Linked DNA regions of Pan troglodytes: region 1 is linked to region 2. A link is a contact called in public HiChIP or PLAC-seq data. All regions are on one chromosome and are shown on one strand. Each heading gives the region's core, a stretch centred on a gene start, on an enhancer-like site or on the middle of the called end of the contact. The rest is flanking DNA. Distances are from core to core; before and after follow the strand shown. Region 1 holds the start of ZNF347 (zinc finger protein 347). Region 2 holds the start of LOC748668 (zinc finger protein 816).

Region 1 (7,292 bases), core at 3,597-6,096, 180 kb before region 2:
TGATGAAGTCACACAAACGTAACATGCATGCTGAGACTATTACTCCTGGACCACAACTGTAGGTGAGGATTCATAGGAAGAGTAGAACTCAGTCTCTAGTTTCCTCATAACCCTCTGCTATTATATACTTCAGCATAATCAGAAGTCCAAATGTGTTAAAACTCATTACATGATACATATCAAAGGTTGTAGGATGTTTGGAAATGGCCAATTACTTTCAGCTTATAAAATGTTTTGTTGAAGTATTTAAGATTTATTGAAAAGGCTACTATTTATAACTTCCAACCAGAACTTTGCAATGTGCTGATTTTATACATGATTATACGCCTAACATGGTGTTGTTCGGGAAAGAATCAAAGGATGGAAGGGCTCACTCACTTCATTAGGTGAGGATTATTTCTCTCCAAGCTCCTGAAGAAGAAAGACTCTGCCTTTTAAAATTAAATATAGTCTGAATTAGAGAGCACGTGGAAAGGGCAGAGGATGATGAACTATGATGTCACTCATCCTTATTGCACTGCAGGTGCCCTTCTTCTGACAGAAGAGCACTGTGGGTATGGGAAGAAATTCTCTACTGGCCGGGCACAGTGGCTCACGCCTGTAATGCCAGCACTTTGGGAGGCCAAGGTGGGTGGATCACCTGAGGTCGGGAGTTCGAGACCAGCCTGACCAACATGGAGAAACCCCATCTCTACTAAAAATACAAAATTAGCCAGGCATGGTGGCGCATGCCTGTAATCCCAGCTACTCAGGAGAGGCAGGAGACTCGCTTGAACCCGGGAGGCAGAGGTTGTGGTGAGCCGAGATCATGCTACTGCACTCCAGTCTGGGCAATAAGAGCGAAACTCTGACTCAAAAAAAGAAAGAAAGAAATTCTCTAGCAATAGACCATGAAATAGAGCCAGGAAGACACTCAGATTTTTATTAGAGGAGAGTAATAGCTTATTAGGGACTGATGTGTGGTACAAATAATGCAGAAAAGTGGAGGCTACCTTCTCCATCAAATGCCAATAGCTGTTGCATAGCAAAGATTGATTTTTTTTTTTTTTTTGAGATGGAGTCTTGTTCTGTTGCCCATGCTGGAGTGCAGTGATGCAATCTCAGCTCACCGCAACCTCCGCCTCCTGGGTTTTAGCGATTCTCCTGCCTCAGCCTCCCAAGTAGCTGGGATTACAGACATGCACCACCACGCCTGGCTAATGTTTGTATTTTTAGTAGAGACGGAGTTTCACTATGTTTGCCAGGCTGGTCTCGAACTCCTGACCTCATAATCCGCCCACCTTGGCCTGCCAAAGTGCTGGGATTACGGGCTGGAGCCACCGTGCCTGGCCGGCCGAGCATAAGAAGTTTAATCAAAGTAACCAGAATCCCATGTTTGTTACTAGGATTTACATTAACTGCTGGAATCACATTTTGCTACTATTGAAGAATGCATCATAGATTTAATGTTTTAACTAATAAAATTTGATGTATTTTATAAGTATGAATGAATCATTTCTTGCCAACATAGTTTTATCCTACCTCAGTAGCATACTTCATAACAGATAACAACAGTGCACCATTAAGCTATTGAAGGATCTAGAACAATGATTTCCATTGTTGGATCAAACAACATATACTTTTCAGAAACTAAGTGTATTTTGGTTTTTTTGTTTGTTTGTTTGAGATGGAGTCTCACTCTGTCACCCAGGCTGGAGTGCAGTGGCGTGATCTCGGCTCACTGCAACCTCTGTCTCCCGGGTTCAAGCAATTCTCCTGCCTCAGCCTCCCAAGTAGCTGGGATTATAGGTGCCCACTACCACGACCGGCTAGTTTTTGTATTTTTAGTAGAGACAGGGTTTCACTATGTTGGCCAGGCTGGTCTCGAACTCCTGACCTCAAGTGATCCACCTGCCTTGGCCCCCCCAAAGCTCTGGGATTACAGGTGTGAGCCACCATGCTCAGCCCAGAAACTAATTGTATTTTGTACTTGAATTATTCTCTCCACACTCTGCCTTGGGATACTTATGTGGTATAATGAAAATCCCACAGAAAGGATATTTCAGACTCTCACACCCTGAAGTCTGCATTGCTCTTCATGCATATGCACAGTATTATTATATTTTTGCATGTCTCTTTCTTGCATGCCAAATAACACCTATGGCATTTATCTTGATGTACCTGAAGTGAAAATACAAGTATAGTAAAAATATGACATATTAGGAAACAAAAAAACTGTAGGGAATATGGATAAAAACAATAACATCTCTTTTTTACCCTTGGAATGCTCAGTGGCAATTGGAAAAATTAATATATATAAATTTTCTTTTAAGAAAGAATATGACACATTCAGATTTTTTTTTTCCTGGCAGATAAACGACAAAGTTTGTATGTTCACCCTCATAACATTTTGATCATTTGAACTTGTGACCTCTCTACTGGAACTGTATTGAACTTCACCTAAAGTTTGGTTGAGAAGTGTTATGAGAGTGTTTGTTACATAATGTGGGTTTCTGGGGAAAGCTGGGTAGACTTCCAAAGCTGGTCCAAAAATGGCGTGAGAGCCCAGATAAGCAACTTGCTTGGTGTGTTATGGTTGATAAGGTGTGGGGATGGGTTAGAGGAAGCTTTGTGTGGTTGGAACGTCCATCTAGTGACAAAGGAGGAAGCACTCAAGCATGATCAGTTTGACCAAATGGGCAGAACAGGAAGTGCAGAGCTGTAAAAGCGTTAGTAGTACAACATCACAAAATGGAGACTGACGCTAGTACACTGAATTATTTACTCTGGAAAGTTCTGAATTCTTGGTTTGGGAAGACCCCAGTTTTCTTTTTTGTTTGTTTGTTTTGTTTTGTTTTTTGAGACGGAGGCTTGCTCTGTCACCCGGGCTGGCATGCAGTGGCGTGATCTCGGCTCACTGCAACCTCTACCTCCCAAGTTCAAGTGATTCTCCTGCCTCAGCCTCCCAAGTAGCTGGAACTACAGGCATGTGCCACCACGCCTGGCTAATTTTTGCATTTTTAGTAGAGACAGTTTCACCATGTTGGCCAGGCTGGTCTCGAACTCCTGACCTCAAGTGATCCACCCGCCTCTGCCTCCCAAAGTGCTGAGATTACAGGTGTGAGCCACCACGCCCTGCCCTAGTTTTCTTGATAGTAATATTCTACATTTATTTTTCCGCTGTACCCATAGGACTCATTAAAAATAACACAACTGTTGAAAATGTTTTTGAAATCCTGTTTAGTTATAATGCCTAAGATGTTTTTATACTAACTCAGTGAAAATCTGTGGAAAAGTTTCTTACATAATAAATATGATTAAGCAGTTTTACTGGAAGGGCATTTCTCCAAAGGCTATGGAAATGTTATTTTCAGTTTATGGTATTGAGCAATATATTTCATGGTTTATGTTCAATTGTAGTAAACTTACTTTTTATTTTTTAATATGATTTTTCCTTTTATTTTTTTCTTTCATATATTGTAACCCAGATGAAACGTTTAATATTTTGTTAAAGTGAAAACTATACGGTGTATATAAATAAGCGTGTTGTTTGGAGATAAAATTGTGTGACATGAAAATGTACATAAGACAATAGCAGGTATAAACTAGGTTCTCTATAAACATGAAAAAAGGGTATCCCTGTGAGTCTTTAGTTCAGTGAATGTGCTGGGATGATACGTTAGAAATACTGGAAAACTATTCTTTAGGCGAAAAGAAATCCAATTGTCATGTGGTGACTATTTTCCACACTCTGTTATCCACATCTGATAGAACATTAAGAAACAGGAAACAAAAAAAAGACCCAATATAGATTACAATTTTAAAATAAAAAGTACTGTGTCAAGTTCCCTTCAGAATGCCCATAAAGTGAAATTGAAATTACAGGATATTTAGAAATTATTGACTTAAGCATATTTTGATGCAAAAAACATTATGTCAAAGTTGTTTGTGGTTAAGTCATTTCAAGTGTGGAACGGAATAACGAATATAAGCAAAAATAATGCAGTTTATCTCTAGTTTTTAAAAATTCACAGGGTTTAAATCAGTAGTTGACTGGGCACAGTAGTTCACTCCTGTAATCCCAGCAATTTTGGGGGCCCAGGCAGGAGGATTGCTTGAGGTCAAGAGTTGGAGACCAGCCTGGGCCGAGACTCCCATCTTTACAAAAATATATGTTTTAAAGAACAATAAAGCAGCCCTTGGTGATCTAACTTATCGGCCTTAACCTTCCCATGAATTGAGCACAGGCTTGACTCTTCCACTGGGGAGAATGGGGATTTGAAATGCAAAGGAGGTTCTGTTGGGCTACTGCATTAAATTGCATATCCGTCCAGGTAGGATGCTGCATTTCCCATTCTACTTTGAATCATCCTCAGAGATAATTTCCAGACATTTTAGTTAAATTAAATACATTTTAATTGCAGGAATTGCTGGATCCAATCGCCGTGCCTCGTGGATCCTCCACTAAGATCCCAGTTCCCAGACCGAGATCCCCGATTCCCAGATCCCCGTTCCTGAGCTGCAGCAGACTCCCTAGCAGAACTGGGTCCAACCCGCCGGCAAACAATTTTAACATAAACCGTTTTCAACTTGGTAAGAGGAAATCATTTTGGTTTCTATCATAAGTGGTCCACGTAAGTCTATTCTTTCACCTTAAAACTGCTTCAAATTGGAACGGTGCTCCCGGGGACATGGTGAACACTCCAGGGTTTCCAAACCGGGAAAAATGAGACTGCGAGCTAGGGAGGCTGAGGGAAGCGCAGACCCCGCCCCTGGCTCGCCCGCCCCAGCTCCGCCCCAGCGTTTCGTCCGCAGACTCCGCCTCTCCCCAGGCCCCGCCCCCAGAGTGCCCGGGCTCTTTTCCGCGCACGCGCAGTTTTCTGCAGTTCCGGAAGCGGATCGTGTTGGGTGCAGGTGACGCCGCCGAGCGTGAGTGTCCCTCAGTATGGATTAAACTTGCGAACCGCCGTGCCCCGTTTCCGCAGCCAGTTCCCGGGCTCGCTACAGACCTTTTTTTTTTTCTTTTTTTTTTTTTTTTTTGGTGAGACGGAGATTTACTCTTGTTGTCCAGGCTGGAGTGCAATGGCGCGATCTTGGCTCACCGCATCCTCCGCCTCCCAGGTTCAAGCGATTCTCCTGCCTCAGCCTCCCGAGTAGCTGGGATTACAGGCATGTGTCACCACGCCCGGCTAATTTTGTATTTTTAGTAGAGACGGGGTTTCACCGTGTTGCCCAGGCTGATCTCGAACTCCTGACCTCAGGTAATCCGCCCGCCTCGGCCTCCCAAAGTGCTGGGATTACAGGCGTGAGCCACTGCGCCCGGCAGCTACAGACCTTAAGATCCCCGCACCGCGCCCTCCACCCCAGCTGACTCGCGGTGTGGGTTCGGAGTCGCTTCTCTTTGGGTTGAAGTCGCTCTGAGGCTTCTCCCTGTCCCCGGCCTTTCGCGTCTTCCTCCCGCTTAAAACCCTTTCCTGACCCCTCCTCCCGCCCCGGGCTTTTTAAAGTCCTCACCCGCGAGGTGGATTCCCGCCCTGGGCGCCTCCCAGCCTCGCCCTCGTCGGCCCCTGGAGCGCAGCTCCTCAGCCCCGGTACCGGGGAGGCCGCGCCTCTGCCTGGTCCTGGCATCCTGCAGACCCCACCCCTCTCCTAAGGCGCCGTCGCCCCGCCACCTCCCTCCTCCTCGTGTCGGGCCCTGCTGCTCCCCAGGCCTCCCCTTCGCAGTCACCGCTTCTCCTGAGCCCGCGCTGGGGAGGTGCCCGGGGCCTGTCCTGTGACACCCGGTGTTCTTGCCTGCCCAGCTCCAGCCCCTGGAAAATGCGCTCCTCCAAGATGCAGGCGTCTTAGTCCAAACCCTCCTGTGAATGTGTGGACCAAGGGGATTAGCAGGTAGAGAAAGGGGCAGAGACAGAGAGAGAAGTAGAAAAACTGAGAGGAAAGAGTGAGGGAAACCCGTAAACAGATGGCAAAGTAGAGGATGGGCGAGGGATTTGCAGATGGTAAGAGAAGGAGCTGAGAAGGCAGAAGGAGAAAAGCGACTGGGGAAATGTAGAGAAAAGCTCGATGTCCAGAGAGATGAAGGACAGCAAGGTAGGGAGAGGGCCAGAAAGTGGGAGGCTCCTCAGACAGAGTCCGGGAGAGGAGGAGGGATTTGGAACCAGGGCAGACAAGCAGCGTGGTGCTGGGACAGCAAGAGGGGACAGCCGGTGACGAGGAGGGCAGAAGGAGAACCACAGCAGGGGGAGGCCTGGGATCCGGGGGTGCCAGAGAGTGGGGCGAGAGGTGTAGAAGGGAAGAGGAGATTCAACAGAGGGAGCAGAGATGGGAGAAGAAAGAGGCAGAAATATATGGAGACTGGGGACAATGAAAAGATTGGGGAGAAAGAGGAATCAGAGTTGAAACAAGGCCCCAGAATGGGACAGAACAGGTGCAAGCGGAGGAAGAAGGGGAGAAATAGCAGGAGATGAGAGGGGCTCAAAACGACGCGCAAAGAACCAGGGGAAAAACACAGAAAATAAAAAATAAGCTAATGTGAGGATGAGAGCTATGTAGAGGATGAGGGAGGGAAACACACAGTATGGAACCAAGAGAGGGACCCTGAGTCCAGGTGAGTGGTGCGTTGATTAGATGTGATGATGACATTGTGACATTGGTTTCTGGGTTTATAATAATGCAACACATTTAAAATACGTTTACTTAAATTATGCAGTTGCAAATGAGAATGGAAGAAACTCCTTTATGTAAAATGCGTAAGATGTGCATTTGACAATTATTAGTATTAGGGTATAGCTTCATTTGCAATCACTATTCAAACCAGAGAGCAGTGACTTCGCTCATTTAGTTTTGAGTCCACCCACTTCCCTTTTCCTGGAATAGGGTAGGGTGTGGGTGAGTGTATGAACTAAGAGGAAAAAATATTTTTCCTTTGATTTTCTTTCCTGTGACACTCAGTACAACAGGGCACATTCTACACAGTGTCTCGCCTCCACTCACGAAAATGTGTGCGGATTTCTCCCACCAACAACCCATTCTCTATCAGACACTAACTGAGTGTCCTATAGTTTAACTCAATTCTGAAACTCTCTACCTGGAGTTAGCATCAGATCCCACTGATTGAGGCTCAGTTCCACGAAATTGCCCCCGCATCAGGTGCCAGTTGTAAGTCTCCCGTTGGTACCTGAACTTCTGAGCGACCAGCTACACATTGGGGATTCCCTTGACATCCCCCTCCCCACCACCTCAGGTTCTATTAATTTGTGAGGGCGGCTCAAAGAACTCAGGGAAAACACTTCACTTAGTTTACACATTTGTTA
Region 2 (7,382 bases), core at 4,595-7,094:
GTTTGAGAGCAGCCTGGCCAACAGAGGTGAGCACTTTTCCCAGTCTGATTTTTGTTTCTTCAACAAAAACTGATAGGGATTTTTATGGGTATTGTGTTGAATCTAAATCACATTGGGTTATGTAATCATTTAACAGTATTAATTTTTCCAAAACATCAATATGGGTTATATCTTTATATATGTTTTTAATCATTTTGATCAATGTTTGTAGATTTCAATGTATGAATTTCTCACTTCTTTCCATTTATTCCTATTTCTTACTTTAAGTTCTCTAGCAAATGGAAGTGTTTTTAAATTTTCATTTAAAATTGTTTATTGTTAATGTATGAAAATTCAACGAATTTTTGGTGCTGATATTGTATTGTGCAAATCTACTGATGTGTTTATTAGTCGCAGTAGTATTTTGGTTGACTCTTTGTGATTTTCTACACAGAAGATCATGTCATCTACAAAAAATATAATTTTACTTTTTCTGATTTTGAGGCATTTCATTTCTTTTGCTAGTTCATTGCTCTGGCTAGGACTTCCAGTATTTATTGAATAGAAAAAGTGAGAATGTTCTTGCATCATGTGAGATCCTACAGGAAAAGGATTCCATTTTCCCTGCTTGGTTATCTCCACATTGGTCATTTCATCAATGGTCTTTCTATTGGTAAGGTAAATTTCCTTCTCTATCTATTTTGTTTAAGATTTCTATGATGATCAGATGTTGAATTTTGTGAAATGATTTTTCTCCATCTGTTGAGATGATGTGGTTTTCATCTTTCATTCTGTTCAAGTGGTATATCACATTGATTTGCTTGAATATGTTGAACCATCCTTGCATGTCAGAAGTAAACAGCACTTGCATATCTACAATCCTTTTATATATCCTCTTGAATACAGTATTCTAGTACAAGTGGTCTTCAAGAAGCTCATGGAAAAATACATATTATGGGAAAATTGTCCATGAATTTCACAGTTTTTGCACCAAAATAAACTGATACAAATCTGTTATAACATGTCTGAACAGGCTCTAGTTTGAGGCACTGAGAAGGATAAGACATGAGTTTGAAAAGAGACTGTATCAAAGGAATATAAACTCTGCTAAAATTGAAACAAGAAGAAAAATAAAATTTTTGATGAGAACAGTTGCAGTGTCTCAGGTCTGAAATTCCAGCAATTTCAGAGGCCAAGACAGGTGGGTCACGTGAGCCCAGGCATTCAGGACCAGCCTGGGCAACATGGTGAAAACCCCTTCTATACAAAAAATACAGAAATTCGCTGGGCATGGTGGCACCTGACTGCAGGGCCAGGTACTGTGGAGTCTGCAGCGTGAGGATGGCATGAACCTGGGAGGTCGAGGCTGCAGTGAGCTGTGATCTTGCCACTGCACTCCAGCATGTCTCAAAAAAAGAACACTTATGGTAAAGTTTGGGTAGATGAATTATGATATCATTGATGCTTTATGAAAAGGTTATGGGGACGATGCCCAAAAGAAATCAACAGTTTGTAAATGGATAACTAATTTTGAGTTGGGAGAAGACAATGTTGAAGGTTACACGTGGAGCAGCAGGCAGACCATCCACATCAGTTTCAGAGAAAAACAATAATCTTGTTTGTGCCGCGATGAAGAGGACTGACAGCTAACAGCAGAAACAATAGTCAGGAGGTTGAGAACAGGCTGGTTAACGTGGTGAAGTGCCATCTCTATTAAAAATACAAAAATTAGCTAGGTATGGTCGCAGACACCTGTAATCCCAGCTCCTTGGGAGGCTGAGGTGGGAGAATCGCTCGAACCCAGGAGGTGGAAGTTGCAGTGAACCGAGATAGTGCCATTGCACTCCAGCCTGGGCAACAAGAGTGAAACTTTCTCTCAAAAAAAAAAAAATAGATGTCAAGCCCCTTCTCTTCCTTTCTCCACCATCATGGTGTGTACTTGACTCTGCTTCTCACCAGATCTTCTCATAAGACTTTCAGGATTAAGCAATTCCTGGCCAAGAAAAAAAAGCAAAATCGTTCCATTCCCCAGTGGATTCAGATGAAAACTGGTAATAAAATCAGGTACAATTCCAAAAGGAGACATTGGAGAAGAACCAATCAGGGTCTATAAGGAATTGTACATGAGATGGCACACATTTTTATGCTCTCTGAGCATTACAATCACGTTACCATATCAAGCAGAAAATGTCACCATTATCTGGAGAGTTGGACATGTTTTATTGGGAATATATTTTTTCTCTCTGAATCTGTTAGGAACACGTTGGTTGGCTGAGTTCAGTAATAAATACGTGAGGCTTTTCATTTCAAAAAAAAAGTCAAATGATGTAATTCCATAGAGTACCTTAATTCCTGTATTGCTTTTTGGTTTTTTTTAAGATGGAGACTCCACTGGGTTCAGTGGATCACACCTGTGGTCCTCACACATTGGGAGGCTGAGGTGGGAGGATTGCTTGAGATCAGGAGTCTTCTGGGAATCTTCTCGCCTCCGCTAACCCAGTTCATGATAGACCCTTGGACTTTACTGTTTTGGAAAATCTATATAAACCAATATCAGTGTGGCAAAGCATTATGTCTGTCAGAAGGTTGTGAAAGAAGCTTAAAAATTACTAAGCCAAAGAGAAAAGTCAGGCTGGGAACTGTGTCAGACAAACCTGCCTCCCGTTTTATTCCTAAAAGAGACAGCTACAAGGATTTTTTACAAAGCTACATAGAGGCTGGGTATGGTGGCTCAGGCCTCTAATCCCAGCACTTTGGGAGGCCACGGTGGGTGGATCGCCTGAGGTCGGGAGTTCGAGACCAGCCTGACTAACATGGAGGTACCCCGTCTCTAGTAAAAATAGAAAATTAGTCAGGCATGGTGGCATATGCCTGTAATACCTGCTACTCGGGAGGCTGAGGCAGGAGAGTCGCGTGAACCCAGGAGACAGAGGTTGTGGTGAGCCGAGACCACACCATTTCACTCCAGCCTAAGCAATAAGAATGAAACTCCATCTCAAAGATGAATAAATGAATACACAGATACATAAATATTTAAAATATAAAGATGAGGTTTCACCATGTTGCCTGGGCTGGTCTCCAACTTTTGGCCACTGGCTATCTTTCTGCTTCGGCCTCCCATCATGCTGGAATTACATGCACAAACCACCATGCCTGGCCACATTATGCTTTTTTAAACTTGCTAATATTTTAGATATGCTAATTTCTTCCTAAACGTAATTATGTTTTAGCTAATTACTAGTGTTTGATAAATGAAACCTTTGATAACTAGGGATGTGAGTGAAAAATATAGTTCATAGTACATATTAACTTACAGATATTGCCAAAAAATTATTGCATGCAGAAATGCGGTGATTTAAAAGTTTATAATTTTTTTTTCTTTTTTTGGGATGCAGTCTCACTCTGTTGACCAGGCTGGAGTGCAATGGTGAGATCTCAACTCACTGCAACCTCTGCTGCCTGGGCTCAAGCAATTCTCCTGCCTCAACCTCTTGAGTAGCTGGGATTACAGGTGCATGCCACCATGCCCAGCTAATTTTTGTATTTTTAGTACAGATGGGGTTTCACTGTGTTGGCCAGGCTGATCTCAAACTCCTGACCTCAGGGTGATCTATTTGCCTAGGCCTACCAAAGTGCTGGGATTACAGGTGTGAGCCATCACACCCAGCCAATTTTGTAATTTAGTTATATTTTCTTCAGAGCCCACGTAAAACAGAATAACCTGAGTGCAATGTATCCTTAGTAATATCTCATAATTATTCTCTATATGAAAATAAATCCCAATGTTTGAAGACTGCCTATTTTACAGCCTTTGTTATTCACACCTGATAGAACACTTAGGAAAGAACAACAAAGAAAACACCCAAAATAGATTACAATTGGATGGGTGTGGTAGCTCGCCTTTAATCCCAACACTTTGGGAAGCTAAGGTGGGAGGATTGTTTGAGTACAGGAGTTCAAGGCCAGCCTAAGCATCATAGTGGACCCCCGACTCTACAAAATATTTAAAAATTAGCAAGGCCTGGTGGTGAGGGCCCGTGGCCCCAGCTAGTTGGGAGGTGAGGCGGAAGGATTGCTTGAGCCCCAGAGGTTGAGGTTGCAGTGGGCAATGTTCCCACCACTGCATTCCATCCTGGGTGACAGAACTAGGTCCTGTTTCTAGGGGAAAAAAAATTACAACTTGAAGATAAAAAGTACATTTTCTACTTATTTTCAGAAGGCACTTAAAGTGAATTTGATATTACAATACACTTAGGAATTATTTTTTAAAAAAAGAATTTGAGAATGAGGACCAAGGTCTAATTTTTTTATCTTGCCCAAATTCCTATCTAAAGGGTCTGGGGAGTCATGCCCTACAAACCATAAATACTCATCAGATGGGTTTTATTTAGTCCTATATATCCTGTCTTACTTTCCAGTCTGACTCTGGAATAACATGTGACAAAGAAGAAAGTCAAAATATTTTACCCCAAAACATGTTTCTGTGCCATATTTTGAAATGGTCCTGCAAAGCTGTTCTTTGTGAGGGGTACATGTGCATCTGTAAAGAATCTCTGTTAACATAGCTAGATCTTTTTCTTCTAGGCCCTACCAATCCTGAAGAGATTAAGTAAGAATCTCGCACTGTTTAAAGGTCTGAATAGAAAACACTTATCATCTATTATCTCTAAGGGCAGCCAATAGAAGACTTGAAAACAACATTGGTCTCCACAATCTTTTACCTTAACGTGAACATTTCCTCTCCGTTGATCCCAGGTATTTAGACAAACTCAACCAATTGTCAATCAGAAAATGTTTCAATTTACCTGTAGCCCAGAAGTCCCTGCTTTGAGTTGCCCCTCCTTTCTGAACCAAAGCAGCGTATTTCTTAAATGTATTTGATTGATGTCTAATGCCTCCCTAAAATGTCTAAGAACAAGCTGTTCCCCATCACCTCGGACACATGTTCTCAGGACCTCCTGAGGGTCATTCATATTTAGCTTAGAATAAATCTCTTAAGATATTTTACAGTTTGAGTCTTTTCCACGACAAAAATAACTCATTTTAATTGCAGCATGAAATAACAAACGTAAGAAACAACTGGGCAACTTATATGCACTGTTACAATGTCAGTGCTTTTTTTAAATCACTTTTTTGTTTATTGAGACGGAGGAGGGAGCTCTGGGATAGAGGGTCTTACTTTGTCGCCCAGGCTGGCCTGGAACTCCAGGCTCAGCGATCCTCTCGCCCCTGCTTCCTGAGTAGCTGGGACCCCAGACTCCTGCCACCCCGCCCGCATCCCTGCTGTGTTTAAGCAGCAGGTGGTGACCTCACTCCTCCCTAGCCTGAGCCCTCTGCTCCACACCCCAGACGGTGGCCCTAGGGAAGTCTCAGGAGCTGAGCACAGTGTGGGCTGTCCCACTCCAGTGAATGGAGAATTGAAAGGGAGAGGATTTCTATTCTGTTCTGTGGACCGTCAGCATGAAATTCTACCTTTCGCTCAGGCACGGCTTTGCATTTCGCGTTCTAGTTTGCATTCCTGCCCTAGACAACTTCCAGGCTTTGGAATTAAATTGCTAAAATAAATTTCAATAGCAAGGAACTTTCCCGGATCCAATTACCGCCACACGGCGACTTCTCAGGGAGGTACTATTTCCCTGACTGCTGAGCTGCTCCAGCCTCACTGGCGGGAGTCACCTCTAAAACCTTGAAAACAGAGGCGCGGAGAGCGAGATGGAGAAAAGCTCAGGCCCCGCCCCTTTCCCGCCCCCGCGGACTCCTCACAGCCCAAGACTCTTCTCTCCCGCGCCAGGCCCCTTGTCCTTTGCACCCCGCCCCGGCCTCGCCCAGGCCCCGCCCACCTCTTCGGGGATCTGGCCCAGGTCCCGCCTCCGTCCTGCGCCGATTGGCACAGACCCGGAAGCGGATGGCGTGGACTGAAAGTTGCACCGCGGCGTGTGCGTTTCCTAGTTCTCTGGTGCTGCTATATAGGGGACGTGGGGTCCCCACAGACCTGCAAATTCCGGCCCCTCTTTTCTCAACCCAGAGCAAATTGAAACGTCCGGGTGAGAGTCCGTGAGTCGCTTCCTTTTGAGTTTAAAGTCGCCCTGAGGCTGGTCCCGTCCCCGGTCTTTCTGCAGTGGGGCCGTGCAGACACCTCCTGTCGCCAAACTTTCCTTCGCAAAACCCTTTCTGACGCGTCCTCCCGCCTCGCGCTGTTTCACGTCCTCACCCCGAGCTGGGTTCTCGCCCTGGGCAAGAGCGCTTCCCAGCCTCGCTCTAGTCGGCCCCTGGAGCGCAGCGTTGCAGCCCCGCAGCCCCAGGGTGGCCGGTGCTTTGTGGCCACTCCTAGGCTCTTTCCCTTTCCATCTGAGACGTGGTGGAAGTGGGAGGGCTACAGGGAGAGTACCCTTTGATCCTTTGTTACTACGGGTTGGGAGATGGGGTTATTCCTTTTGCTCTAGTTTTGCAAAGTTCACATTAATCGGCCTTAGATTCCCAGAGCCAGGACCCAGATTTTAACTTTTCTTCTTTGTTGTTGGAGATGGGTCTCTGTGCCTACAGACTAGTATAGCCTGTGCCTGGACTAGTATAGTATAGTATAGTCTCTGTGCCTGGACTAGTATAGTCCAGCGGGGGCCGTCCAGTCTCAATGAAATTCCGGATGAGCCTAGGCAGTCTGTAATTTAGAAAATTTACTTAATGAGTTCTTTTCAGTGTGGTTTAAGCCTCACCAAGTGACTGTCCCTGTTGTGCTGTTGTATACAACTTCTATCCTAAACAATTGAGCTTTCTTACGGGGATGGTGAAGTTTTTTCTTTCCTTAGCTACGTAGTATTGTCTAATAACTGAGGTTTTTAGGACCTAGAAGTTGCTAGTTTGGGCCTTCTGAACTGGAATTGTGTGAGGAACTGGATCAGTGGGCACCAACTCTCGGGCTTCCTAAGGCCATCGGTCTCCGACAGTAGTTCCTCCACGTACATAACAAGAAGTAACATTGAGGGAATGAGCTACATTTTCCGTTAACTGGAGAAACAAGTTCCTTGTCTTTTTTGGAAGCTCTGGTGCTGGCAGATTTAGCTCATTATAAAAGGCTTGAAACACTGGTTTGGGAAAGGGCCTGGGGACCTCCCCTCGGACTAAAATGGCAACTTGGGGGGTTACCCTTGTCCTATTGACCCTCAGGGTTACACCTTCTCTTTTTTTCTAACGGGGGTCTAGGGAATTAGTGATTAGTTCTAGTGGGTTACGGTGACTGCTAGCACAGGAGGGGTTGGCTTCTTTTTTTTGAAAGTGAACCGGGTCTTTTTTGTCCTTTTTCTAAGTAGCCTAAATAACACATGGGCAATAGGCAAATTTTCACAGACCTCTGCCTCATGACAAACATTTATTTTCTACTGTGCAGCTCCGTTCTTAGTTAAGAG

Evidence for each region. HiChIP or PLAC-seq counts read pairs in DNA pulled down with a chosen protein or histone mark.
Region 1: an H3K4me3 HiChIP or PLAC-seq map of stem cell-derived excitatory neurons shows a contact between it and region 2, with 3 times the contacts expected there. The contact joins the promoter of ZNF347 here to the promoter of LOC748668 in region 2. A contact is called at or near these places in 1 of 7 Hi-C or Micro-C datasets (stem cell-derived neural progenitor cells) and 1 of 1 datasets of contacts at active chromatin or transcription factors (stem cell-derived excitatory neurons).

The regions. Positions count from the first base shown.
Region 1 is chr20:55,996,975-56,004,266 of NHGRI_mPanTro3-v2.0_pri, reverse strand. ZNF347 (zinc finger protein 347) reads left to right here and starts at 4,846. Exons shown (of 5, transcript XM_009436195.4): 1 at 4,846-4,908. It overlaps ZNF665 (zinc finger protein 665), which reads left to right. Exons shown (of 5, transcript XM_054672588.2): 5 at 1-1,428.
Region 2 is chr20:55,821,157-55,828,538 of NHGRI_mPanTro3-v2.0_pri, reverse strand. It overlaps LOC748668 (zinc finger protein 816), which reads left to right and starts at 5,844. Exons shown (of 4, transcript XM_063802223.1): 1 at 5,844-6,023. LOC129137969 (large ribosomal subunit protein eL39-like) reads left to right here and starts at 561. Exons shown (of 1, transcript XM_054672745.1): 1 at 561-5,651. The coding sequence starts at 1,874. The coding sequence ends at 2,092. It also overlaps the pseudogene LOC107969558.